2 separate regions of the Mus musculus genome follow, and region 2 is linked to region 1. A link is a contact called in public HiChIP or PLAC-seq data. All regions are on one chromosome and are shown on one strand. The core of a region is the stretch at or near the end of the contact, and the rest is flanking DNA. Distances in the headings are between cores, read along the strand shown.

The links. HiChIP or PLAC-seq counts read pairs in DNA pulled down with a chosen protein or histone mark.
Region 2: a FOXA1 HiChIP or PLAC-seq map of pancreatic cancer cells shows a contact between it and region 1. The contact joins the enhancer-like site here to the promoter of Ripk4 in region 1. A contact is called at or near these places in 5 of 39 promoter capture datasets (the 3T3-L1 cell line, cranial neural crest, embryonic stem cells and 2 more), 1 of 15 datasets of contacts at CTCF or cohesin (the NIH/3T3 cell line), 3 of 484 Hi-C or Micro-C datasets (embryonic stem cells, liver and nephron progenitors), 4 of 115 datasets of contacts at active chromatin or transcription factors (embryonic stem cells, extraembryonic endoderm stem cells, pancreatic cancer cells and 1 more) and 3 of 9 other capture datasets (embryonic stem cells, liver and pancreatic islet).

What each region holds. Positions count from the first base shown.
Region 1 is chr16:97,761,495-97,767,506 of GRCm38.p6, reverse strand. It overlaps Ripk4 (receptor-interacting serine-threonine kinase 4), which reads left to right and starts at 3,728. Exons shown (of 8, transcript NM_023663.7): 1 at 3,728-3,979. The coding sequence starts at 3,798.
Region 2 is chr16:97,640,216-97,646,227 of GRCm38.p6, reverse strand. It overlaps a transcript of Tmprss2 not described here. Among named protein-coding and RNA genes, the nearest start is that of Gm41512, 27 kb to the left of the region's middle. Within about 2 kb of position 2,262, at least 18 of the 459 cell types and tissues checked have an H3K27ac peak or open chromatin away from gene starts, as enhancers often do. A contact at or near this core is called in pancreatic cancer cells, where this site is marked.

The DNA.
Region 1 (6,012 bases), core at 2,479-4,978:
GGCAATTTGAGATTTAATTTTGTAGGAGGGGCCAGGTTGTTTTCTCATAATATCTTAGAAACTGTTTGGTTCTAACTACCTAACAAATAAGACCATCAGGTACTGCTTTGGGTCTGGAAACACTAGACAAAAATGACCAGGATTGGGTGTCTCTGGTAGAGTGAGTCTGGTATGGGGAGCACAGACAGTAGCTCCTGTGCACCCAGGGGTCCCCTAAATAGGACTCCCTTGAGGTTCTAGCTAAAAGCAAAGGTTTCAGGTGCTCCCTGGAGGCTCTAACCCCAATTTCAGTGGCTCCAAGGAGGTGAGTCAGTCTAGTTGGAGGGGTTCCTGGATGTGTCTTTTGTTTGTTTGCTTGTTTGTTTGTTTTGTTTCGGGGAACTGTCTCCAAGAGCCTAGGTTGGCCCATAGCTCACTCTCGCTATGTAGCTGAGAATGAGCAGCTAGTTCTACAAAGTGCTGGGATTGGTTTGCGCAGATCTAGGGCTCCATTCCTGAGTTTCATGCATGTGCTGAGCTTCACCTCAGCCTTCGAATGAGGACTTTAAGGTCACAGAAGCACGTGTGTGGAGGAATTAGAGAGGTATGCCATTGCCAATATGGCTATAGCTTCACACACCCTCCTGGGACAGTCGGGCTGTCATTATGGGGTTAAAGCTCTGCGGCAGGGAATGAATGAAAGTTCTCCAGAAGAGCGTGGGAAAGACTGATGGGAGTGGTGGTGATCAGGGGCCAAAGGGGGTGGAGTCTCTGAGAGAGGAGTGTTTCTGTAAACAGAAAGTATTTGCTTGACAAGCAGTGGGGAGTCAGGGAGGGTATTCTCAGCCCTTTGCCCCAGGGGCTGCTAGACACCTACCCCAGGCCTCACACAAGCCAGGTCTTTAGAATGAAGGCAGGCAGAATCCCTATCAAGAGCAGCCTGGAATCTTTTAGAAACACCACTCAAAGACAACTGGTGAGTCTCAAGTTTTGGCAGAAAAGAAGCTGGCAGGGTAGGGGGAGGGCAGCCTTCAGGCTTCAGGATCCTTTAGCTCCACACTCCTAGACCTTCAACTACATCCCAGAACTGTGATTGCTCTAGGGATCTTGAAGTTCACGAACTTGAAAATAACTGTTTAAAACCCCTTGGCCCAGATACACACCAGGGGTAGGAAATAACTGCCATTGTTTAGCAGTCTTCTGGTTGTGTTCGCTTTCAAATTATCATCTCAGGGCTGCATGTATGACTATCCTGAAGCAGGTGTTATGCTCCCACATCCAAGTATCTGAGGGAGATGCTCACTCTCTCGAAGCCACAGTCTTTGGGACCCTGTCCCGGATAGAACAGCTATAAATCCAGAGTTCTTTGCTCTAGTCCCCTGGGACTGCAAGGCTTACCTGTTGCTCTTCCAGGGAGGATGCCAAAGGCAATTACCCTGTCCCCTTCAGTGTCCTCTGACAGCCTCACTGGTTTGGGCATAGTAATACATGGGTCAGATGAAGAAGAGTTCACTTCAAGATCTAAGATATCCAAGTATCACCCACTTAGATATACTCGTGAGTTTGGTGTAGGTAGAACCCCAGCTTTGGCACTCTTACAATTAAAGGGTAGAATAAGCATCAGGGAAGGTGAGGGGACTTGAATTTGTAAGCAGCATCCTCTACCCACCCCAGGTTCCTAGTTGATAAGCAAGCCTCCACGTTGAACTTCATGTTTTCCAGCTCATCTGCTAAAAACCATTCAAGGCGAATGCACTGTGGCAGGGCTTTGCAACTGGGATCCAAGCTGTCTGTGATCATGTGTCATGTGATCACACAGGTCCTTTGTCAGATTCATTAATGTAGCTGGAGTCCCCAGTCCAGCAGCCTCCCAGTTTGGGGGCACGAAACTTGAATTGTTGCTCACTTACTTTTTTTCTTCTAATCTGAACATTCATCTTTTGACCTACAAAAGATGAATGTAACTTGCAGCTTCGCCTTCCCACTTGGAGATGTCAACTTCACCTGCTAGCAAGTGCTCCAGAGAAGTTCCAGCAGGAATCTGGTTCCCTCTTTACAGATTAACAGACTGGAAGCAGGGAGGACTTAACCTAGTGACATCTCTGGACTTGGGTCTCTAAGTGGGCTGGCTGTTTTGGGCTCCCTGGGCTCCAGTTTCCATATGAAGCCTGCAGCAGACACTCCATAAATATTTGTTGAGTGAAGCACATAGATGATTAAATAAATGAAATTGGAGTGTTTTATTACTTGACTGCTATGGGCTGTTGTTAGTCACCCCCTTCCTCCCTGGAGTTGAGCAGACAGGGTGAGACTAGAAACGTGGAGAGAAAGATACCTGGAGCTGTACCCCGGAAACGGGTGCCATGACTCACTTTCTAGTCAATTTTTTTCCTTACCAAAATAATGACTATGTTGACTTTCAAGTTATTTTTATTCATTGAAAAGCCCCAATTATTCTTAAAGGGTTAGCTTATTCATTAGGTATATTCACTACAGATGAATTTAAAATAGCTATCTGCTGCCTTGGACTCAGAAATTGTGTGGAAAAGGAAGGTAGTGCCTATGGCTCCCAGGAGACTCTCCCACCCCCACCCCCACCTCCAAGCATGTAGGGCTGGGATTGTGGGCCCCTCCACTGGGAAGCCAGCTGGGGGATGAGGCTCAGGAGAGAAGACTCAGTTGCTAGGTGTGACTTGAAATCTACCTCTCAGGAGAGAGGTTCTCTAGAATTACTGTCCTCACAACGTCCCCTCCTCTTCTCCCATCATGCCCAGTTTTCATATGCCTTGGTAAGGAATAGCTCACTTTTAATAAAAGCACAGCGGGCACAAATGTTTTTTGAAGGTAGAGACCTAACCAGCAGGCATTTCCACCTCTGACCAGGCTACCTTCCCAAAGCTGAATTTTCTCAAAGATGAACAGGTTGATTATCCTTCCTTTTCCAGCCATCTGTTTACCTTTAAAAGGTCACTGTTTTCCATAATGAAGGGATATTTGTTTGTTTGTTTAAAACAAGACCTCCCTCTGAAGCCTAGGCTGATCTCAAACTTGAGGTGATGCCCCTGCCTCAGTCTCCTCAGAACTGTGATTTACAGGCTTGAACTATAGGGTAGGGGCGATTGAATTTTAAAGAACCAGTTACCTCCTATGAAGAATTCGGTAAAAAAACAAAAACAAAAACAAAAAACAAACCAAGACGCAAGGGGAGTGGAAAACCAGTCCTAAAGGTTGGATACTATATAACTCTAATATAAACAAATGTTTTCGGGGGAGGGCGGAGGGAGAGAAAAAAAGATTAGCGATCGCCAGGGCCTAAGAGTGCAAGTTACAAAAGCCTCCCAGGAGGGCACAGAATGTTCTGTTTCTCCACTGGCATCGGGTACATGAACTGACCCAGACGATAACATTGTGTAGGATTTAACGTTTGCAAACGAAGATGCGCATAACCCGGGAAACCTGAGCAAGCCTGGCGATCAGATCTAAGTCCACGTCTCAGTTGGAAACTATACTTTGTTGTGTTTTGCAGAGTGGCAGCACTGTGAGAAGTGAACTAGGTACGAACTACAACTACAGTGAGAAGTTGGCCAGCCACAGCGCACGCCCCTAGGAGCGCAGGGATTCCACCGATCCCTGGTGGGACCGCAACACCCGGCGCTAGACTCTCACCGGCAGCCGCTCCCTTGAGGGCGTCGGGGGTGGGCCCAGGGGACTGGCGGGGCGGGATGGGGCTAGCGTCGGAAGTGACGTCAGCGGGCGGGGCATGCACCTGAGCACCTGGGCGGACACGGTTGAGCCAGGCTGCTTGCGATACGCACGCGATGGAGGGCGAGGGCCGGGGCCGGTGGGCTCTGGGGCTGCTGCGCACCTTCGACGCCGGCGAATTCGCAGGCTGGGAGAAGGTGGGCTCGGGCGGCTTCGGGCAGGTGTACAAGGTGCGCCATGTGCACTGGAAGACGTGGCTCGCGATCAAGTGCTCGCCCAGTCTGCACGTCGACGACAGGTCAGCTCCCGGGCGGGGCCGGGTGGGATGGGGGCTGCGTGCTACGTGAAGCGCCGCGGAAGAGAGTTTGCGCCACTCAGGCCACCGGTCCCTCGCAGCTCCAGTGCTTCTGGGATTCGGAGCTGGCGGGGAGCGATGGCCCTGAGCCCTGTGAGGTGCGTCGGGCTCGTCCGGGACCCACCAAATGCTGCGGTCCGCGCCGGGCTTAGAGAAATTGCCGTGTGGGCCTCTGCGCTTTGTGAACGAGTTAGATTCAGTTCCACTTAGTAATTTTCGTCGGAGCACAAATTGGTGTAAGACCGTAATTATTTCGTTCGGAAGCACCGGCTGTGTTCCGGCGAGGCGTCCGCGGCGCACAGCCGCTTACAGGGCTCCGGGTCTCGCTTAGGTCTGAGATCTGGTTATGCCACAGCTTTTTCCCGCACACTTTCGTTTTAAAGGACTTAAGGTAGGAGCGAGACCCTGGGAACGTCTTTCTTTGACCCTGGGCAGGTGGCCCCGGGCACCTTGGGCCTTTCTTTGTCCCTCCTAGCGGATTATTCCAGCGATAGGAAAGGACTCAGAGAGGTCCCTGGTAAACTCTTTGGCGATTGTGGTTTGTGAGTAAATTTGGAGGCGAGGTGCGGAGCAGTTATTCAAAAACATTTTCCTCAGGTTTCACTGTTTAGGTTTGGTAGTAATAGGTTATGTATGAGCCTCAGAACGGCAGACTTAAATGACTTCCTCTCAAACCAAGCCGACATGGTGGTGGTGTTTGCGTTTTACCCAGAGAAAGAAAGCTCTTAAATTCCATTGAGCTGTCTGCAGGACCAGCCTTAAGTCACGGAAACTCTGAACTCCAACATTACTTTGGAGTAGTGACTATGGCTGCCTGGGTGACAATAAGAGGGATGGTTTGAGTTCTCTCTTTATGCCTCATCTCTAGCCTGGAAACTGTCAGAGCTATCGGGTGTTTGTGTTTGTTTGCTTGCTTGCCTTCTGCTATCACCCAGTTTTTCTTAGAAACTGGTACGGTGGGAACTAGTGTCTAAAATCACTACCAGCTCATCATGCTGTGTAAACCCTCCTAGACTCCAGTTCTGGGAACCCTTCAGGCCAGGGGAGCCCTGTGGTTATTTTGGTGAAATCCAAACCATTTTTGAATAGCAGCCCACAGTTTTTTCAAAGGTAAAAACCAAAACAGCAATGACCACAACACCTCTGCGTGGATGTTTCTTATGCCCTCAGAGACTTAGTGGGATTGTTTTCTAGGCAGAGTCAATGTTATTCACCATCAAATACTTGACAGAATTTGACTATTGGAGGGTTAAATATGAACTACCCCAGGTGTGGTGTCCTTGGAGTCAATATTCGGTACAGTTATACAGGTCTTTTTTGGGGGGTGACCAGGTTGAAGGCAGGGTTTTTCCACTTGCAGAGAAAGCCTGTGTCAAACTGTCCTTTAATTGCAAGGCCTTTCTTCCCTGACTGAAGCAGGCAGGTGGTGGCATGTTAGCAGGCAGGTAGAGGTCAGCAGTACTCAGCAGGAAGTACTTGGCCACCAGGTTGGAGCTGCTTTGCTCCTTTGTATGTGGGGTTGACTTCTCCCACCCAGGACAGGTTGTGTTTAAGCTCCCTGCTTTAGGAAGTTCTGCCGCTAGGAAATGTTTGTGTTCTGCTGTGCCTGAGGGGCCTGTTGTCCTGCAGGCTAGCCAGGTTGCTTCTGAAGCTTGAAATAGCTGTTGAGGGAGGCTGACTTTCCCTGGCCTGTTGTGCTGTAGTCCTGCCTTGCCTGCCTTTGCAAGGCATTATGTAGAAGTAGAAACAGAATTTTCCCAGGGGCTTTGTGTGCAGTTCCTGCCCCCCATTGCCCATCCCCAGCCAGAGGACACAACATCTTATTTGCAGGGTCTTAATCTCAGAGATAAGAGGATTTAAACATGGGCTTGAAGGAACTTTTTTGAGGTTTCAGAGAAAACAACAGGGCCAACAAGCAGTCTTGGCAGTGGAGACACAAAAGAGAAAAAGAAAAAGTCCTGTTTTCTGTGAGGTCA
Region 2 (6,012 bases), core at 1,013-3,512, 120 kb after region 1:
CCCACAGCTCCCGTCTGGTTATCAGGTTGTCCTTTGATTTTTCTTTCTCCTCTGATGCTCTGAAATGTCTTCTGCTGCCTTTAGATGTGATGCTTTCTTTTATCTACACCATACCACCCTCAGCTCCCAATCCATCTCCTGAGTCCAGGATTTGAGGTTTCTTAATATTCTAGAAAGTTCCCAGTCATCAAATTTCCCCACAGCCTCTGGGATTCTGTCCTCATGGTGGATGTCAGATGTCCTCCCTCCATACCACTCAGTTGTGTGTTTTCTTCCTGTTGTCTCATTTGGCTGCATTCTAGACAAGACTCATCCTTAATTCCAAGTTTACTTCACTGTTTTTATCTTTTAAAAGAAAGATGTGTTTTTATTTTATGTACATGCGTGTTTGGGTTCACCATGTGTATGCAGTGTCCATGAAGGACAAAAGAGGGTTCAGGATCTGCAGTTAAAGTGGTTGTGAGTTGCCGGCAGTGTGTATGCAGAGAACTGAACCCACATCCTTTGCAAGAGCAGCACCAGCATGTTCTCTTAACCTCTGAGTAACCTCTCCAGGCCCCTTAATGTCTTACCTTTGAATTTTTAAATGCAGCCTGACTAAGGGTTGTGGTAGCATTCTTAGCTCTGATTCCCTCAAGGTAGCATTTCCATGGCCCCTGGGCACTATCAAAAACTAAAAATGAGAATAGTAGGTGATACCATGTCACCTGCAGACTGTGTCCAAGGTTCATCCATTCCTTAGCATGCTCTGTTTGGTCCAGCTTGTAAGCTGTGCTTGGTTGCAATGCTGTTCCATCCCCTTGAAGATGGAACAATATCTGATTGAGCCTCTTTGGGGGAAAACTGGGTTGTGAGTGGTAAGAGGACCTTGGATTTGAGTCACCTGCTGTTTCCAGGTGATGTGCATTTTGTAGAAGAGCTGTATAAGTGTTGATGTCCCACTCTGGCTCTGAGCTTTTTCTCGAATGCTGGGATTTTTAGCTGTCATGGGCTTACAGCTGGCTTACAGTCTCAGACTGCTTGGAACCAAATGTTTATATTCCAAATACACTGTAAGACAGTGGGACAAAGGTCAGGTCACTGGCCTGAAAGAGTATCTGCTCCTCTGTTCCAGGAAGTTTCCTGAATCAAGGGGACTTGGGATGGCAGTGGCCTGAAAAGACTGTTCTTATGAGGAAACCTTACTAGAGCCATCAAGCATCCAGGGAATAGGACACTGGAGGACAGATCAAACCTCCTGCTAACTCCCAGTTACATCCTGGTTCTCAGACAGTAACCACATTGTGGCAGCTGTGTGAGTGACTTATGACACTATCTAATAGTCTCTAAGGTTCAGAAACAGTAAATGGCTTCCTGCCAGAACATACACAGTCCTTCATGGGATGGGCCAGTTCATTGTGCTGTTATGCTGATGACATCTCTAAGGTCCAGGTACAGTAAATGGCTCCCTTCCAGAAGCAATACTGTTTTCCATATGGTTTAAAGAGGACCAGGTAGCAAGCAGGGACCTTGTGCTGATTCTAAACACAGCCTCAGGTGGGAACAGCTAAGGTGACAAGCTGGAGGGCAACAGAGATGCAATGAAAGGCCACCTTTCTTTTCAGTTTAAGGACAGGAAAAGTCTTGTCTTAATACTGACATTTGAAAAATATTGTCAGAGATCCAGAACAACACTCTGGGAGAAGAAGGCAAGAGAGCTATGTGCAGCCCAAACAGAGAGCACTTGCCCAGCATTAGCACTTGCCCAGCATGATCTAGCCCGCATCCCCAGCACTTTTAGACAAAAGTATGGAAGCAGGGCTGGAGAGTTGGCTCAGCAGTTAAGAGCATTATTGGTTGCTCTTCCAGAGGTCCAGAGTTCAATTCCCAGCAACCGCATGGTGGTTCACAACCACCTGTAGTAAGATCTGATGCCCTCTTCTGGCATGTAGGTGTACATGCAGATAGACCACATATACATAAAATAAGTCATTAAAATATTTTTTAAAATGTAGGAAAGAAAGGAAATGGGGAGTGGAGGAGGTGGAGAGAGGGAGAAGACGACAGAGGTTGAACAGATAAGTGGATAGGTAGGCTGAAGTGCCCCGTATGGAAAAAATGAACACTAGAAGAGGGTTCTGTACTGACTCAGAAATTTGGGGATGTCGGGAAATCCAGGTGGCTTATTTTCCAGCTGTTGGAGATGGGGACACATGAGAGAAGGTGGGGTAACAGCCAAGGGACAAGCCAGGAAGTATGCCCTGCACTAAAGAGCCTCCAGTTGTTTGAAAAGAAAGCTGTAATTAAAAAAAAATCAATAAAGACTTAGAAACAAGGAAACAGCCAGGCCTTTGGGAGGGTCCCTTTGTTCTATGTTCCCGGAACAAGTGCCTCACTGCTTGCCAGACACCACAAGAAACAAGAAGTTTCATTAAACATGGTGGAGCACAGAAGGTAGAATACAGGCGTCTCAGACAGGGCAGTCTTTCCCTTCCATCTGGAAACTGGTCCTAAGGGAAATCTGTCACTGAGGAAGTCAAGTGACAGGGCCACACTTTATTGCAGGGCCAACCTCATAGCTTCTCCCTACCTGGTATGCTTAAAACTGTCATATCCAGGCTACTAAGATGCAAATGTTTCAGGTCTTCCCAAAGGATATAATTCCTAAGCTCAAAGTCCACATCAGATAGGAAGAAAAAAGACTGAAGTCGCTTTCTTTGTTGTGGTTATTTTTTGTTTGTTTAGTTGGTTTTAATTTTTTTTTTTAATTTTTGCTTTTGCTTTTCCTGTCCCTGGAAACATGAGGCCAGAAGGATATTCAAAGTGGAGGGACAAGACTTGGCACTATCCCCACCCTCCCACCATTTCCTGACCTCATGTCTTTGAGTATGGAGGTAGATGAGGTAGATATACCTTCAGTCAGTCTGTGTAGAATCCTCTCCAGACTCCACCCAGCTCTTGGGCTGCCTGGGGCATCCCTGGAGAATCTTGGGCCCATATCTTTCATTTCCCTACCTCAGTGAAATATGCCAGTTACCTGTCAGACCTGCCACCCCAGATCCTTCTTTGCTGTGGCCCCTCTGTTTCCCCTAACCCCTTCACAAGTGTGTCCCTCTCTCCAATTCCCAAAGGTCTTTCCTACATTTCCTGCCAAATATTTCTTGATAGCATATGGTATCTGCAACTCCTCTATAACCATCCTCTTGTTCTTTCTCTCCCCATGCGTATCTTCTTCTTCCTTCCCCTCCTCCCCCATCCTTTCCTTTTTTTTCTTTTCTTCCTCACCTTTGGGTCTTGTCCTCTAGGACCCACTTGGGATCATGGAGATTTCTAGACTGTAAAAAAGTCAGGAAGTTTACCTTCCTCTAGAACCCCACCCTCTTCCACCAACTGTTGTCCCTGCTACCCATCAGGGGCTTTGAAACCTTGAAGATTTCCCAACCTTCTTGCTTTAGAAATAGGCAAAAATAAAGGGCCAGTGACCACTTCCCAAGTTCACCTTCAGGGCCCTGACATGAGGTCTAGGTTTAAATAGAAGGCAAATTTAAGCAGGTCTGGTCAAGGTGTAGTCCTGCCCTTCCCTGACCCATCTAGGTCACAAATCCGTCTCCAGTCTCTTCTCCCCTGCAGTCATTGTGCCCATTGTCAGCACTAGAAGAGAATTCTTCCTGGCAGACAAGTTCTTCTCTTTTTCTTCTCCCAGTACTACACTGGGGAAATCTCAATTCCTTAGGGTCCCATCACAACATTCTTAGAATAGAAATGAGGGGAACTAGGGTCTTTGTGTGAAATGTCTTTACTTCTGCCAGGATCAGCCTAGGTGATGGCCATGCTAGAGAACACTGGGCCACTTGTGCAGAGCAGGGTGGGCTCCTTCACAAGGGCTATTGCTGAAACAATAGGCTAGGTTGTCACTCACCTACCTGCTGGTGACCTAGAGAGACAGAGGGTTCTGAAACAATATCTTGATGAACAGAGGTTTATGGGACACCTCTTTTATTCTTTTGAGCAGGTGTTTACTTTGTTATAATTTGTATTTTTTAAAGGTGTGTGTGTGTATGTGTGTGTGTGTGTGTGTGTGTGTGTGTGTGTGTGTAAAAACCCTAATGCTTTGTCAGCATTACATGTCAAACAAAATGCAATGTACTTTGTTTATCCTGTGCTTGATGGCTCCAGCTACGGCCCACAGTGACTGTAAGCCCTGCTGAGGTGACTGGCCTAACAGAACTTCCATCTGTATATTCTAGAGGATGAAGTGAGATCCCAGGCCCTCCTCTGCCTGAATTATTTTGGGAGCAGTGGTTGAAACTATCTTGAGCCCACCCCCCACCCCCTGCTCTCCTCTTGGTGGGAGCAGACCAAATCTACAAAGCCCTAATGTAGAAAGATTGCATGGAGAAAAAAGGAGAGAGCAGCCAGGCCTAGTGCTGCACACCTGTGATCTCAGTACTCAGATGATAGTGACAGGACCAGAAATTTACATTACCTTACACTGCATAGTGAGGTCAAGGTTGGTCTGGGCTACGTGAAACCCTGTCTCAAACGGAGAAAGGGAGGGAGGAAGGGAGAAAGGGAGAGGGAGAGGGAGGGAGGAAAGGTAGAGGAGGATGGTGGTAGAGGGAAGGGAAGGGGAGGAAGGGATGGAGGGGGAGAAAGGGAAAGGAAGGAAGGAGGGAGAGGGAGGGAGGAAAGGGAGAGGGGGATAGTGGTATAGGGAAGGGAAGGGGAGGAAGGGCCGGAGGGATGGATGGATGGGGGTGGGAGGGAAAGAGAGGGAAGGAGGGAGAGGGAGGGAGGGAGGAAAGGGAGAGGGGGATAGTGGTAGAGGGAAGGGAAGGGGAGGGAGGGACGGAGGGATAGATGGATGGAGGTGGGAGGGAAGGGAGGGAAGGAGGGAGAGAGAGGGAGAAAGAGAATATGTTGAAGCCTAGAACCTTCCAGAGACCAGTTGTAGTCCATAACTCACATTCTACTGAAGATGGGCTCAAACATTTTGCCCTCACAGCTAAGAAGAAACTGAACCGTGCCCACAGCAGGGACACAGATTTTTAGGCTAACTCTCCAATGGCATTGGTCTTTTGGCTCTCACAGTCAACAAGGGACAGGAACCTGTGCTGATACAAGGCCCTTGTGACAGGAGGTGGTTCTCACCCTGAACTCAAGTGCATTACAACTTGGCCCAAGAATCTGACCAGACGAGGATAAAATGACTGGCACAGGATAGCAGCAGGGTCCAGAGCAGGGCAGTCCATTCTAGTTCTGTCCCAGCGCTGAAACCAAAGGGCAGCAAATTGCTGTTTGCAGTTTCCCCTTAGCAATAGCAGAAACAAACCAGGTGATGTCTAAAGACTCCCTGTCTGCCAGTAGCCCAGCGATCCCTGCCTCAGGATTGTGTGGCCTCTGTGGTGACAATGGAGTCTCCAGCAATGCACAATCCATGCTTATAAACTGCCCTGGAGAAAAAAAAATTTAGACTTCTCTATTCTCCCAGCTTCGCAGGGGAAGGTGGATGTCAGGGTGTAAAATGACTCTGAAACTTAGAAGAGACAGAGATATACCCACCTCGAGAGGAGGGAACCTGTAGACAGAAGCTCACACCTGCAGGACAGGATCTCACATTTGTAGGTTCCTTCACAAGGTGATTCAGTCATTTGAGATGGGTTTCAGTGTGCTAGTGTATGCCTGTGTGTGTGTATGTGTGTGTGTGTGTGTGTGTGTGTGCACGCACGTGTATGCGAGAGTGTGTGTGTGTGTGCACGCGCGTGTATGCGAGAGTGTGTGTGTGTGTGTGCGTGCGTGTGTGTGCATGTGTGTGTGTGTCTGTGTGTGTGTTCGTGCTCGCATATGTGTTTGTATGTGTGCAGGTGCACACCTGTGTGAGTATGTGTCATTCTTCAGGTACCACCCACCTTGTTTTGTTGGGATGAGGTCTCTACGTGACTTGGAGCTCACTAATTAGGCAGGGCAGGCTAGCCAGTGAGCCCCAGGAATCCTTCTGTCTTCATCTCCCCAGAGCAGGGATTATATGTGTCA